Linked DNA regions of Sus scrofa: all the other regions are linked to region 1. A link is a contact called in public HiChIP or PLAC-seq data. All regions are on one chromosome and are shown on one strand. Each heading gives the region's core, a stretch centred on a gene start, on an enhancer-like site or on the middle of the called end of the contact. The rest is flanking DNA. Distances are from core to core; before and after follow the strand shown. Region 1 has its middle 85 kb from the start of KLF6. Region 2 has its middle 320 kb from the start of KLF6. Region 3 has its middle 260 kb from the start of KLF6.

Region 1 (4,624 bases), core at 1,478-3,977:
TGAAATCCCAGTTACCTTTTCTAGTGGGGGGTGGAAAGCAAAGCCATGCACAGTCCTTTACCTCAATTACCACAAAGGAGGAAAAGCGGGGGGCGGGGGGGGGGAGAATAACGGGAAGGTAAGAAATGAGACCAAACAAACGATGCAGAAAGGGATCTACATCCAAACAGAGCCACTTGCATTGAGAAGCCTGGAGAAGAGCTGACCACAGCCCCCACTGGACAGCACCCTGGGCCACTGACATTCATGTCCCCTTGTCCTGGAGGGTCAGCTGGCCCCAGCAAATCACATAACTTACATGTCCCTTTGGGAAAGCCTGTCCCAGCCGATGCTTGGGAATGCGGCCTCAGCAGTGAGCAGGAGTCAACAGACCATTGCTCCCTTTCAACGAAAATGTGATCCCTGTCTAATTCGCTGCCTTCGTAAAAGGTCCCCGCCAGGGAGCCCCTTCCCATTCGGATCTGAGTGCCGGCGCAAAGGACTCGCGGCTCACTCCTCCCTTCATTTCCCCACCGTTTCGTGATAGTCCCTTACGCGATTTGAATTTTTAGGGACAGTGTTGTCCCCTGGAGAGGCCGCGGGTGGAGGCTGGAGGCTGGGTACTCGGCCCCTTTAAAGAGGAGGGTGAAGCAGCATAAGGGACTCGTCCCTGGAGAGGAAGCACTGTCCGTTGCTGAGGGCGTGGGTAGAGGACGAGATGGAGTGAATCCCAGCATTTTCAAGGCAAGAAAGGACCCCGCAAAATCGTTATTTCTCTTGGAACATCGAGATGGAAATCCAAAAGGAAGTTCAGGTGGGTGACCTAGTCTCTCTTGTAGGATAGCGGGTTGGTATGAATTCAGTTTTCAGGACGATAGATGCAAGCGTTGATCAAGCTCCCCCGTTGCTATGATTCTGTTTAAAACCATCGTCCTGAAATGAACTGAGTCACCAGGTGGGAGGGGGAATCACACAAATCACCTTTCCTCCCTTCACTGGAAGTGAATTTTGCAAAATAAATTTTTTAGTGTTTGAAACTCATATACACACATATATGCATACATACACACACATGCATATATGATTCTAGAGAAATCCTTTTAAAAGCCTTGAGAGGACGGCCCCTCTTTACGGCCGTCTCCATGGGTAAGGGATGATCCCTGGGAGAGCAGCAGTTGGGAAGAAGCGCAGCCTTTGTAAGTTGCTGTAGCAAAAATGACCACATCAGCTGACATATCAAATGGCATCTCTGAAATGTCAGAAGGAAAGGGAAATACCTTCTCCTCCAGCAGCTGAGAAGTAACGCCCAGAGCAGAGGGCTTGGTCGGAAAGGGAGCAGGAGGAAGCTGCTCATTCCAAGCCTGAACGCTGGAGAGTCGTCTTCCTCCCACACCATCGAATAATGACTTGCAGTCAGAATACACGGGATCGCATGTGAGAGATGCAGAATGACAGCCATGCAGGTTATATGAACTGTCAGTCCTTAGAAAATTGAAATAGTTTTCAAACCCAGAAACCACTCATGATAGCTCTCTTTCTCTTTGCCTTGTTTTAAAATACAACCTTTGGGAGTTTCCTGGTGGTACAATAGATTAAGGACCTGGCGTTGCCACTGCCATGGTGTGGGTTCCATCCCTGGCCCAGAAACTTCCACATGCTGGGGGCACATCCCTAGTAATGATAATAACAGTAAAATACAGTCTTTGTCTTTAAAGACATCCAGCTGGGGAATTCTAGCGCTCCTCTGACAATAATTAAAGATTTCCAACTGTCAAGCCCAGGACTCGACAAGGCAGTACCATCTTCTGTGAGGGAGCAAGATGGGAGGGACTCTGTTTGGGCTCCACCCCACCCCCACCCACTGTGTTGTCCTGGGCCAGCTCCTCACCCCCCGTGACCTTTCCGTCTATAAAGCAGAGGTGATAAAAAGTCCTTTCCGAGTTGTCCTGAGAGCTACCTGAGACCATCCAGGTAAAAGGTCCATCGTAAAATGGGACGTCCCCTGTGCCTGTCCCCTGCCTGACTTTGACAGGCTGACTTCTGTGTCCGGTGGGAAACAATACCAGCCTATTCTCAGGAGAAGACAAGGGGAGGAACCCCAAGTGATAGTGACAGGGCCTAAAGGAAGTCAATGCGGTTAATAAAATACGCTTAGCCATTTAACTGGATGGCCTCCCAAAGCACCCAAAGCTGGGATTTTATGAATAAAATACTCCGTGGAGGAGAGGCTGCAAATCCAAATACCTGCGTGGGCCAAGAAAGGCATAGAGAGAGAAATGCAGGCTGGAAGTAAGAAAAACTGGCGTATAAGCACCATCGTGACTGGCAAGGATCACCTGACCTCAGCAGGGGCCACTGTGAGGCGTGCTGGAGACTGCGGAAAAGGGAAGAAGGCAGTTCCCCTGCAAAAGGCAGGGGCTACCCCCTCATCTCTGGCCCGCTGCAGCCTCGGGGAGATGCGGCTCTCGTCTTGCTAGATGGCCACCACTTTCAGCAGACAGCCACTAGATGCGTACATCAACTCTTCCCCTTTCTTCATGTTGGCTCACAGTCTCTCCCCTAAAAATACCACGCAGATCAAAACTGGGGGCCCCCGGGTCTACCTGCCAGCTTGCACCCCTGCGGGGAAAAGACAGGCGGCAGGAGATGGCCCGGCTGGAGGCTGAGCATCCGCCGTGTGGATGCCAAGATTCGCGCTGCTCCCTCGCCGGCTGATCTGGAATGTGGATGCCATCAGAGACGCCGTCACAAGAAAAGTGAAAGCTGAGTCAGAGCCGGGTCACTTGTGGGAAACGACCGCTGGCATCATGGGGCCTCAAGTGAAACTGACCTTTTCTGTTTTTCTCTCTCCTGCCAAACATTCCCGAGTCCAAAGTACCTGGAGATGAAACCAAAACATACCGCTCTGGCCAAAGAGCCTTTGATAGCTGAAGAGGTGGGTGGCAGGCGGCCCAGGGGCCAGGCGGGAGGGCGGGGAGTCCCGTCCCCACAGGTCAGTTGAGCCCAGAACAGACGCCCAGAGAAACTGAGGCCGAGAGGGTCCCACTCGGCGCTGAAGTCCTGGCAGCAATATTTTCACAACATCTTAGATAACAAACAAAAAGGACCATGTGTACAAAAATAAACACCGCCGTTAAAAGAAAAGTAATCACCCAGAAACAAAGACATGCTTTGATCTTGGAAAGAAACCCTCGTTAGTCTGTCCCTTTGATGAGAATCTTAGTGCCTCAGGCCAGTAGCTCCCAAACAACTCGGGCCTAGAGCTGAATGAAATTACAGAAAATAGAATTTATCTACCAGTCTTAATTTAAAATTGGACGTCAGACCAGGGTGTGCGGAGGTGGGAGGCGGTGCTCTTAGGGGATGTCAATCAATTAGCACCTGTATCCTCAACTTTGTATTACTTATAGACGTATTGGGTTTTTTTTTTTTTTGTATCCTGATAAAAATAGATACATTTTTGATTGGTGCAAAATAGCTGATTCAGTTAAGACTGCTCGTAAGGTAGTGATTTTCTTCTTGCAAGGCTTCAAAGACATCAGCAGTGGATGCAGCAGTAAAACGGGATATTTAGTTCTGATGTACAAAGAAACTCAGTATTTCAGGTTCCACATGTACAATGACACCTGCAAAAATAAACGTGAAGATATAATTTTAAGGAACAATTCCATCTCTATAATTTTTTTTTCCACCCCCCTTTTCCTAGACCCCACCCCCTTGTCCCTTGGTAAAAAATTGCTGCCTGCCATGCCGTTCGGCTGTCACCGTCAGAGTGTGCATTAAGCAGATCTCCGTACCTTTGGTCGCCTGTCAGGGTCACCATGCCCGGAGATAAGCGCCCCAGAAAATAGCTCCCTATCGTGTTGCTCCAATTCGCTCCTTACTGAAGTCACGTGTATCCACAGAGGTCAATGTGCCAGGTGCGAGACTAAGCACAGAGGCTGCAAAGCTGGTGGGTTGTGACCTTGCCCGCAGGGAGCCCCCTGGCACCCACCCTCAAGCCCTCTGACTGGGTAGAAGTAGCCGATAACTTTATCAGGTCCTCGACGACTGGTCCTGAGGTCAAGGATGGTGATTTGACCTCCTTGGTGACTATAGCCAATGGTTATTCTTCACGCATTTTTTTCTCAGCCACGCCCACAGCATAGGGAAGGCCAGGGATTGAATCTGAGCCACAGCCACAACCTAAGCCAAAGCTGCAGAAACGCTGGATCCTTAAACTCACTGCACAGGGCCAAGGATCAAACCCATACCTCAGCAGTGACCTGCACTGCTGCAGTCAGATTCTTCATCTGCTGCGCCACAGCAGGAACTCCTTACCAAGCATATTTGACTAATAAATGATTAGCAGCCTCAGGAGCAAAAAGGAGCAGGGCAGGGGAGTCTGGGGAGACCGGTTTGTGTCCGGGGGCAGACTTAGGCTGGGAGGTCATCCAGCCTTGGGAATGCCCTGACTATAACTGACCCCAAGGCTCAATTTTGCCAGGAAATTCTCCTTCGAGGGAAAGGTGGACTTGTTCTAATTTACCACGTTCCTCGCCTACCTTGAATTCACAGGCGTCTCCGGGAATGTCTAGAAATGTGAGATGATGGCTTAAATAAAGTGGGCAACCCAGCAAACCGCTTTGAGCATGTGTGGTAAGGG
Region 2 (4,624 bases), core at 1,179-3,678, 230 kb before region 1:
GGATCTTTAATTTCACCTGCCAGCTTCTGTAACCCCTTACCTGGTGCTGAGCACTTCCTGTGGCTACAGGAAGCCTACCGGGGTCCCCCCAAAGGGCCCATTTCATTTCCCGCCAAGTGGCCTTAGAAGGCATCAGTAGTCGCCTCCAGGAGCCTTTGCTGTTGGAGAAATGCTTAGCTCGGTATGCTATCCTTTTTTTTTTTCAGGGCTGTACCCGCCGCATATGGAGGTTCCCAGGCTAGGGGTCTAATTGGAGCCACAGCCACAGCAACGTGGGATCCCAGCCACAGCTGTGACCTACACCACAGCTCATGGCAATGCTGGATCCTTCACCCACTGAGCGAGGCCAGGGATCGCGTCTGTGTCCTCATGGTTCCTAGTCGGATTTGTTTCAACTGAGCCACAATGAGAACTCCCCACACTTTACGTGTTTTAATAGAAGCTCAAAAATCTGGAAGAGGAACTGATGAAAACCAAACTAATCTCAAGCATTTTTTTTTCTTTTAATGGTCACACCTGCAGCATATGGAGGTTCCCAGGCCAGGGGTTGAATCCGAGCTGCAGCTGCCAGCCTACACCACCGCCACTTCAGAGTCAAGCCGCATCTGCGACCTATACTGCAGCCAGATCCTTAACCCACTGAGCGAGGCCAGGGATCAAACTCACATCCTCACGGGCCCTCTGTGGGGCTTTTAACCTGCTGAGCCGCAGGGGACTCCACCAGCATGCTTTTTAACAAGCCATGTGCCATCTCACTGTGATGTCAGGAGCACGAGACCAAAACGCCCCTCATGGCTAGTTGGCTGTGTGACCGGAAGCCATCCCAGGAGCCTCTCTGACCTCGTCTCCCCACCTGCACAGGGTGAGACTGGGGAGAAGTCAGGAGTTTGCACAGGAATCTGTGCCGCAGGTCTTTTCCTTCCATGTGTGTGCGAAGCCGTGTCCAAACCAAGGCCTCAGGCTGCCGCTCACACACCGAGAGCCTCAGGCCTGATTTCTGAGCCCCAGCCATCTCCCCAACCTGTTTCTGGGATCCCACTGGTCACCCAGTTTCCCAGTAACAGAGCCCACGGCGTGCCCGCTGCCCTTCTGGAGCCCTCCTTCTCCCCTGGACAAGGGCCTCTCGTGCTCTTGCTGGGTGACCTTGAGCAGGTTGGGTCACGTTGCATAGCCTCCCTTTGTTCTTCTGTAAAATGGGACTATCACAGAACGGTGGGGAGAATCGACGGAGGAGCTCGTGGGAGCCATTCAGCGCCCCCGAGGCGGGGGAGTGGGGGGAGAACCAGCGGGAACAGGTCTACCCTGGTCATTAGGGGTCCTTGTCTCCAAAAGATCTGCTCTAAGATCCCTTTCAGGCAAGTTGCTCTGGTCACCAATAGCCTTAAACGAGAGAGCGTGTTCTGATGACTTTGGGGTTTTCAGTGCCTTTTCTGCAACAAAGGTATTTTTAAAGTCTTATTTTTAAATGAAACTATTTTGGAAAATTTCTCACTTGGAAGCAGTTTCCAACTGCAAGTCAAAAGATTAAAGGAAAAAAAAAATGCAGGTTAATCCACAGCAGGATACACTGTATATGCTTTCTAGAAAAAAAAAATTTTTTTAAGAAAGCAGGAGGAGCGTAAGCTAAGGGCAGCATTTAAATTTGAAGCATTCATTCAGCAGCTGTCTTCAGAAAGACAGAGGATTGAATCGTGTCTAAATCAAGCACTGGATTTCCAGGGAAAGCAGATGAGATATTAGAAAGTGTGCAGGAAACAGCGGAAATGGCTGTTCATAGGTTAGAGCCTTTAAAAAGTGGCAAGACTTTTTGCGCAGATAACAGACCCAGGAGCGGAAAGTCTGAATTCAGACCTGAAGATGGGAGGAGGAGCGGCTTACAGGACAGTTGGGTCCGAACCTCTTCAGCGCTGACCGAAGTCTACTTTAGGTAAAAGATTAAAAGTCACTTGTGTGTCCATAAAGATTAAAAGTCACTTGTGTGTCCATGAAGCAGAAGCGAGGGGTCATCCCGAGCGTTCCCTGGAGGGGGATCCCCTGGAACAGGGTTTGATCAGAGACTGGAATTCTGGGGGCCCTTCAGCTTGACAGCTTTACCTGGGACCTCCGGGTAAAGCTCACCCCAGGCTCGGGCACAGCAAGGACTCTCCTTGACCAAATGGACCAGAGTCAGGCTCCTCTGGGCTCTTCTCAGCCCCGCCTCGACCTCGGCCCCCAGCCTGGCCTGGCCTCCGTGGCCCGGGTGCATCAAGAATTCTAAGTCAGTTTATCAAGAATTCCTCCACGAGACATCTGGCGTCTGATCACCCTCTTATCAGGTCAGATCCCCCCTCCCTGCACCCCACGCCTGGTCCTCTCCAGCAGGCATCCCACCGAGCTGGTTTAACAAGAATCCTCACCACCCAGCACTTCCTCTTAGTCACCATCCGCCGTCCCCTGCACTTTGCCAGCGGCTGGAAACCCCAGCATTGCCTTTGCTGCCAAGAGTGAACCCTAGTCCTGGTTTGCTTTGCTACAGCAGCCCGGGCTCCGTAGCCCAGAGCCCCAACCTCGGTGAACACGAAGGGTGGGTGAGGTTGACTCTTCCGGCTTTGTTGTTGTTTGTTGCTTCACTTTTGCTGCAGCGTGATAGACTCTAGCCTCTCATTAGACCACAAAACGTAGACTGCGAGCCAGCACAGGCCTTCCTCAGAACTGTGAGCTCATCTGACTTCTGTTACACTCTGCAGACACCCGTGGCTCTCTCAAGGCCCTGTTGCATCATCTTTTGACCAAAAAACCCAAAATAATGTGACCTTGGGGAGTATGTTAAGACTTTCTTGTTACCTAGTATAACATCCATCATGTAATCAGCCTCCTTCTGCCAATTCAAGGCGAATGTATTTCATGCTTTTTAAAAATTGTCTGACATGCCGCAGTTAATAAAACACATCCAGATCTGTAGTCCATTGGATCTTATGTTATCTTCCTAGGTTCTCCTCGGCTGTCAGCACCGTCCCTCTAAGAGCAGTCAAACTGCCCTAGACTGTCCACCACCCCATCCCTGGGGGGCTGTTCCCACTCTCCAGTTCCCACTTCCCAGATAAGCCAAGACCCCTGAACTCCCCCTCTCACCTCCCAGGGCTTGGAGCAGCTATAACTGACAACAGGCGTAAAGGGTTCAGAACACAGCACCCCCAAATCTGCGGAATTGGCACATGGATTACTTAGCGTTGAAGGCGTTTGAAAATCAGCAGATGCAGGAAGGGCTCTCTGCCCTCCCTCTTTCAACCTGAAACCAGTTCATCCAGTTTCCCAGGAGAACGGTGCCCTCCCTGGACCAGGCAGAGCAGAACAGTCTCGTCCACGCCCGTCGGAACGGAGCTGTACCATCTACGAAAAGAACCCCGGTTTTCCGCGAGGGCTCCTCGCCCGCCCCGCGATTTCCTGCCCCAGTCCAAGCCTCTGTCTTGTCACAAGCCCATGATTTGTCATGATTTGTGTAGAAATTACATAAACCTTTGGGCCAAACCGCTTCCTTTGTGTTCATTTTCCTTCTGAAGACTCCCGCGCCTGCAGATACATCAGCTCCATTTCCTGCGTCTCTCCTTGTAATCGCCTGATGTCAGTTGCACTCTCAGGCCCGCCACCCAGCCACGGAGGCTGAGTGTGGAAGGAAGTTGTCTTCTCCCCACAGATGCTAACAGGTCGTGTCACCCGAAACGCTTCCCAGGTCCCTCCGAGCTTTAACTCAGGGAGAGGAGGTTCCTTACGGCCTTGAAGAGGAATATTCACCTTGGCAGTTTCAGAAATTGCAGCCAACTGGTAAGAAAGAGACCCTTCTCTCCAAAGGGCTGGGCCTTCGTGGCACAACATGCCAGCCTCTTTGTGAGAGAGTCCTGGGCATGAGGAGACCCAGCTCTCAAGGAACGGTCTCACCTGCCGTCTTCAACGTAGAAAGAAGGTGGCAGGTAGGCCGGGATGGTTGAGTGGGCATCGCCCTCTCTGCAAGGTAGGCAGACGAGCACATGCCTGGTTCTAAGACAGGGCTGTAAGCGTCCTCTGAGGTGAGTTAGGATCCAGCAACTAGAAGGGCACTGGTGAGTGTGCTACACCTTCTCTTCGGCGGAGCCCGGTGGGCACGATGTGGGCGAGGAGGAATAAGCAGTTGACGGCACACTGTGCCCACACGGAGTGGTTGTGTGTTATGCGCTCCTGTATTTGATGTTCCCGCACCAACACAGCCATGTCACCATCACAGCTGTCCAGGGAGGAACCTTGGGTAAGCAGACGTTAAGTACTTTGCCAAAGACCCCCACGAAAGTGGAAAAGCCAGGGTTACCGCCTGTGTACGTGATCCTCCTGGGCTTTTGGGCAATGCCTTCAGCTCCTTCGACTTTCACATGAGACAAAGCCTTAGGTCTCTCCAGCTCGCGAGGCGTGTGCATGTGTGAGCTGTGGTCACAACTTGAAGGTGGTGTTTACAAAGCGTGTATGAATCCGCACTCCCCAGAGGGGGAAATGTAATTCGAAAACCAGTGTTGCCTTGGTCGGAGATCATGGAGAAACAAGGACTTCTTCCCCTCAAGAGACGGACGATGGAAGTCAGCGTGTCAAGAACTCTGAGAATCTTACTGAAAGGTTTAAC
Region 3 (4,624 bases), core at 954-3,453, 180 kb before region 1:
AGGGGCTCGTCACGCGTTTCCTGCCCCGCTGTGACAGCATCCCCCTGTTGCTGTGACCGAAGCACGTGGGCGCTGTTCCACGCCCCGCGCCTGCGGGGTCGCTTGCTCTGTCCACGCTTTCTTCCACCTCGAGGTCCCCTCCTCCGCGGCGCTGTCTTCTGTTTCCGCCGCCCTCGTTCCTATGAAGAGGATTTGTGGGTCCAGTGATCCCTGCCTGTCTACACCCACCCACCCCCCGCCTTTGCTCCTCCCAGGTTTTGAGATGCTCCCTGGAGAAAAGCACAACCCCAGTGAAAAACAGCTCCACCTGCGGCTGCGACACAGCGGAAAACACACAACCGGGCGGAGGGGTGTTTTTAGGCAAAGGTCACCCACACGATGCCCGCTGAGGACACGAGCCCCACATCCTAATGATACAGGGCATTTCCCTCCCCCTCCTCCTCCTCCGCACACGGGGGCCTGCACTCTCTCTCTCTCACACACACACACACACACACACACACACACCCCACCCCCAAGCCTCACCGACCGCAGGCCCAGGCCCCGTCTCCGCGGTTGTTGTATTTTCCCTTTGCTGAGGAATCCAAGAGGCCCCTCCACCAGCCTAACTACCCATCTGTCCCACCTGACCGTGCACTTGAGTCCCTGTCTGTTACCAGGGAGGAGTGCTCTGTGCCCCTGCGCTGAGCCGGGCCCCCTGCACCTGCTCTCATCGCTGGTCCTTCCAAGGACCCAGCTCCCCGGAGTCTCCGTTCTCCTCCAGGTCCCGCACTTGCTTGGCTCAGCCCCTCCCAGCAGCCTGCAAACGCGGGTATTCCTTACCTGCTCCTGAGAAGCTTGGGTCCTCTGGCCGCCTCTCCTTCCCCCTCGGACCCGGGTCTCCTGGGGGTGGAATTCCTGAGAAGCCTCATCCCTGCCTTTCCTGCCTCTCCTCTCACACTCTTCTCTGGTGAACTGTCCCCTGCCAGGCTTTCCGCTGCTCACCCACCCCCTCCACCCCAAGGTCCTGTCCAGGCGCCAGGCATCTCCCCCTGGGGTCGCAGCGCTTGTCCGCATTGGAGGAGTTGCTAGCCGCTGGCACCCGGAGCGCTTCCCGCGCGCGCTGAGCTTCCAGGGCACCGGCCAGTCCCAGCTCGTCCCCATTGCTCTCTCCCTCCCCTCCACCTGCCATGCTCACTGCTTTTCTTTCCAGTCCCTTGAGCGCTGGCGCCTCAAGGCGGGACCGCCTCCTCTGCCCTTTCCGGCCACACGCACTCCCTTCGAGGTCTCACCTGGTCTTGCGATTTTCTCTAGAACTTCCGCACACCAGCGACTCTCAGTTTGGACCTTCCTTGTTTGCTCGTCCACAGACCAGCTGTGGTTACTTATGCCTGGTGTCCAGAGTCACTCTCTGGAAAACCTCCTCCAAGGGGTCCTGAAAGAGCCTAGTCCTCACCCGCCACCTGCCCTCCTCAACTTGCTGTGCCCACACATCAGGCGAAAGGTGTAAGGTCCACGTCCCGGGCCTCCTAAACATATGGCAGAATCCCTCCCTGGAGGAGAAGGGAGCAGAGCAAGCAGGTTTATTAAGGCCAGAATGAAAAGGTCCTGGAATCTTTTTTTTTTTAACCAGCTTTAATTAAATTTACTTTTATTAGGGTATAGTTGATTTACAGAGTTGAGTCTATCTCTGCTGTGCAGCATAGTGACCAGTCATATGCACATTCTTCTCCTCCCGGAAAATCTTCAAAGCGCTGAACTAGATGGCAGTTTCTTCCTTTCACTTCTGAACATGAAGTGGGCTGATGTGTTGAAGAAAGTGCTAGGTTATTAAGGTTCCGCATGAAACAGAAGTGGAATGACATTCATCATTGTAGGGGGTGTGTATGTCTCTGTTTCTGTGTGTTGCTGTGTTTCTGTGTCTGTCTGTGTGTGTCTGTGTCTTAGTTCAGTGCAGGTCTTCTTAGTTTGTTACGATGCAAGTATTTCTTCACTTTTCCTTTCACAGTATCTGCAAAATTTTAACTGACATAGAATTTCATTGTTGAAAGTGAAACTGTTCTACTAATATCTAATGCTTGGTGTCAGCTACTCTCATTCTTGGAATTATTTAAAATTCCACTGAAGGTACAAATTTGAACTGAGATTTTTTTTTTTTGAGGAACTCACACATGCAGAATTGAGATCTGAAATCTGCTGGTTTATGCAGATTTACCCTAAGAAAGGAAGTTAGGGCTTGGGTTTTGCTATCATGGAAGGAAATGACTCATATCAATGCTGGTATGTAATCGGTGTCCCAAATTTAGCTTTTGTTTGAGTGTAAAACCTAACATTGACATAGGAAACTTTATTATACTAAGCTGCGCTTTTCTCGTTCCCTTTTCCTCTCTGTCAATCAATGACCACACTTTCATTAGGGACCTGTTAAGACATGTTTAGAACATAAACTAAGGTTTTGTAAAATCTGAGTCGATTTTACAAAACATGGTCACATGGGAAATATTGCACAATGAACTCAGAACAAAGGGTCTCAGAAGGACCGGATTTGGAAACAAAAGAAAGAACTCTGGATGAGGTTACAATGAGCACATTTTCTGAGCCTTCTGGAAAACGCGTATCTATTTACAACAGAAGGTATTTCAGAAGTAAAATGACTTTTACACTCTGCCTCTCTTTATTTATCGTCATGTGCTGCAGAATCATAAGGCAACTTAATACGGCCCGAAAACAGACCTCAGGGTCAAAGCCGCAAGTAAGTGTTCTTCCTGGAAACTGAGGAAAGAAACCTGGAAGTTTCCACGTATGTACATAGAGAGAGCAATTTAAAATTCCTCATTGACTTACGGTCGATGTCCACGGCTCATTCCTGACCTGCGGTCTCAGATCCCTCCACAGAGCGCAGCTGAGAAACAGAAGCTCAAGAACACAAAGGACCCTCCGTATCAGGCCAAGTCGTGCTCAGTGGGATCCCTTAGGTCACCCAGAGATGACGACAGGAGGGCACCCTGGGGGCTGGGGTCAGTGTCGGATGTGCTGGGGTCAGTGTTTGGGCTCTGGCTCTTAGGCACCTTTGTGATGGTAGTTGCTTTACAAAACGCAATTGTCAGAAATTTCCACTCAGAGCAGGGATTGTACACATAGTTTAAGCAGCAAACTTAGAAGTCCCTGTTGTGATTGCGTGCATTAAGAACCCGACATAGTGTCCATGAGGGGTATGGGTTCGATCCCTGGCCTCGCTCAGTGGCTTAAGGGTCCGGTGTTGCCCTGAGCTGTGATGTAGGTCAGAGACGAGGCTCAGATCCTGTGTTGCTGTGGCTGTGGTGCAGGCCGGCAGCAATAGCTCTGATTCGACTCCTAGCCTGGTAACGTCCATATGTCAGGTGTGGCCCTAATAAAAGACAAAAAAACAAAAATGAGTTCCCTCTTGTATCCTTGTATATCCTCCTGGCTCCGGTTTCCCTGGAGAACCCGACTCACCCCTTCAGATTGTAGCAGACTTCCTTTCTCTCTGGCTGTATGACTGGGGGCCCTGCTGCTCTCAGGCCCAGAGACAGCTGCCCTGGGTCCCATGCCACGGACCCCTGCAGCCTCCCCAAGGCCAGCCGAACAGTTTCCCTCCAGTCCAAGATCAAGGCCTGTAGGACACAGCGTCCTTCCATCTTTGCCCCACGAGGTGACTGAACCAAGAGCGTGATGACATCCATCACCTCTGCTGTGCCCGCCGGCCAGGGGCAAGTCGAGGGCCTACCCGAACACACAGGGAGGGAATTTCACAGGGCGCGGCTCGCTGAGGCACCGATGAAGGATTCCATGTCCGAGCGCACCCAATAAAGGCCAAGAGCTGCCATGGAATTTGGCTTTTAGAACATTTAGAAGTCAGAGCACCAAAATGCATGGTTTGAGTTTTCCATTCAGACTCCACAATATTTACTTTCTGATTCATAATCCAACTACTTCCTTATTGGATTATTATTATCTCATTATAATCCACAAGTTCGACGGTTCCCCCCCGCCCCGGTACTTTTTTCCTTTGTGCAGAAAACTGTTCCAAAAATAACAGTAAACACAGGGAATACACAGAAGTAGTGGCAGTGCATTGGATGAAAGGTGCGTTTCCTCTTATTACACAGGGAGAGAATTCTGTGTCCGTGGTGGATGGCTTTGGAGAAAGTGTCTCTAATAGAAACAAGTGCACCTTTGATGACTGTCGCTCAGTGAGTGGCAGGTGCTGTGGACTTACCTGTGAGCAGAACTGTGTGACCTAAGCCGTATATCCTCACTTGTGTTCTTCAAGGTCCGAGACGTGCACCTCGGGGGACGGGGCTACAGGTCGGGGGTGGGAAACCTATTCGACTCAAAAAGAAATTGTGACATGCTGAGTTTCAGGAAAACCTGACTAAAACAACAACACGATTCTGTTACACTGCACACCCGTTGGCCCAAATCTGGGGCCCCGGCAGCAGCACATGCTGGTGAGGGTGTGGAGCCACAGGAACCCCTGGTCATGGCTGAGGGGAGCCCCATGATGCAGCCACTTTGGAGGAGTTTGGCGGTGTCTTGCCAACAGACCTTTACCACAAGATCCAGGAATCTGGCTCCTTGGTATCTACCCAAAGGAGCCGAAAACGTACAGCCGCGCAACAGT

What was found. HiChIP or PLAC-seq counts read pairs in DNA pulled down with a chosen protein or histone mark.
Region 2: an H3K27ac HiChIP or PLAC-seq map of alveolar macrophages shows a contact between it and region 1. The contact joins two enhancer-like sites. A contact is called at or near these places in 1 of 47 Hi-C or Micro-C datasets (liver) and 1 of 2 datasets of contacts at active chromatin or transcription factors (alveolar macrophages).
Region 3: a contact with region 1 is called in an H3K27ac HiChIP or PLAC-seq map of alveolar macrophages. The contact joins two enhancer-like sites. A contact is called at or near these places in 1 of 47 Hi-C or Micro-C datasets (embryonic fibroblasts) and 1 of 2 datasets of contacts at active chromatin or transcription factors (alveolar macrophages).

The regions. Positions count from the first base shown.
Region 1 is chr10:66,401,199-66,405,822 of Sscrofa11.1, forward strand. No RefSeq gene overlaps it. Among named protein-coding and RNA genes, the nearest start is that of KLF6, 85 kb to the right of the region's middle. Within about 2 kb of position 2,728, at least 19 of the 83 cell types and tissues checked have an H3K27ac peak or open chromatin away from gene starts, as enhancers often do. A contact at or near this core is called in alveolar macrophages, where this site is marked.
Region 2 is chr10:66,170,898-66,175,521 of Sscrofa11.1, forward strand. No RefSeq gene overlaps it. Among named protein-coding and RNA genes, the nearest start is that of KLF6, 320 kb to the right of the region's middle. Within about 2 kb of position 2,429, at least 23 of the 83 cell types and tissues checked have an H3K27ac peak or open chromatin away from gene starts, as enhancers often do. A contact at or near this core is called in alveolar macrophages, where this site is marked.
Region 3 is chr10:66,225,213-66,229,836 of Sscrofa11.1, forward strand. No RefSeq gene overlaps it. Among named protein-coding and RNA genes, the nearest start is that of KLF6, 260 kb to the right of the region's middle. Within about 2 kb of position 2,204, at least 39 of the 83 cell types and tissues checked have an H3K27ac peak or open chromatin away from gene starts, as enhancers often do. A contact at or near this core is called in alveolar macrophages, where this site is marked.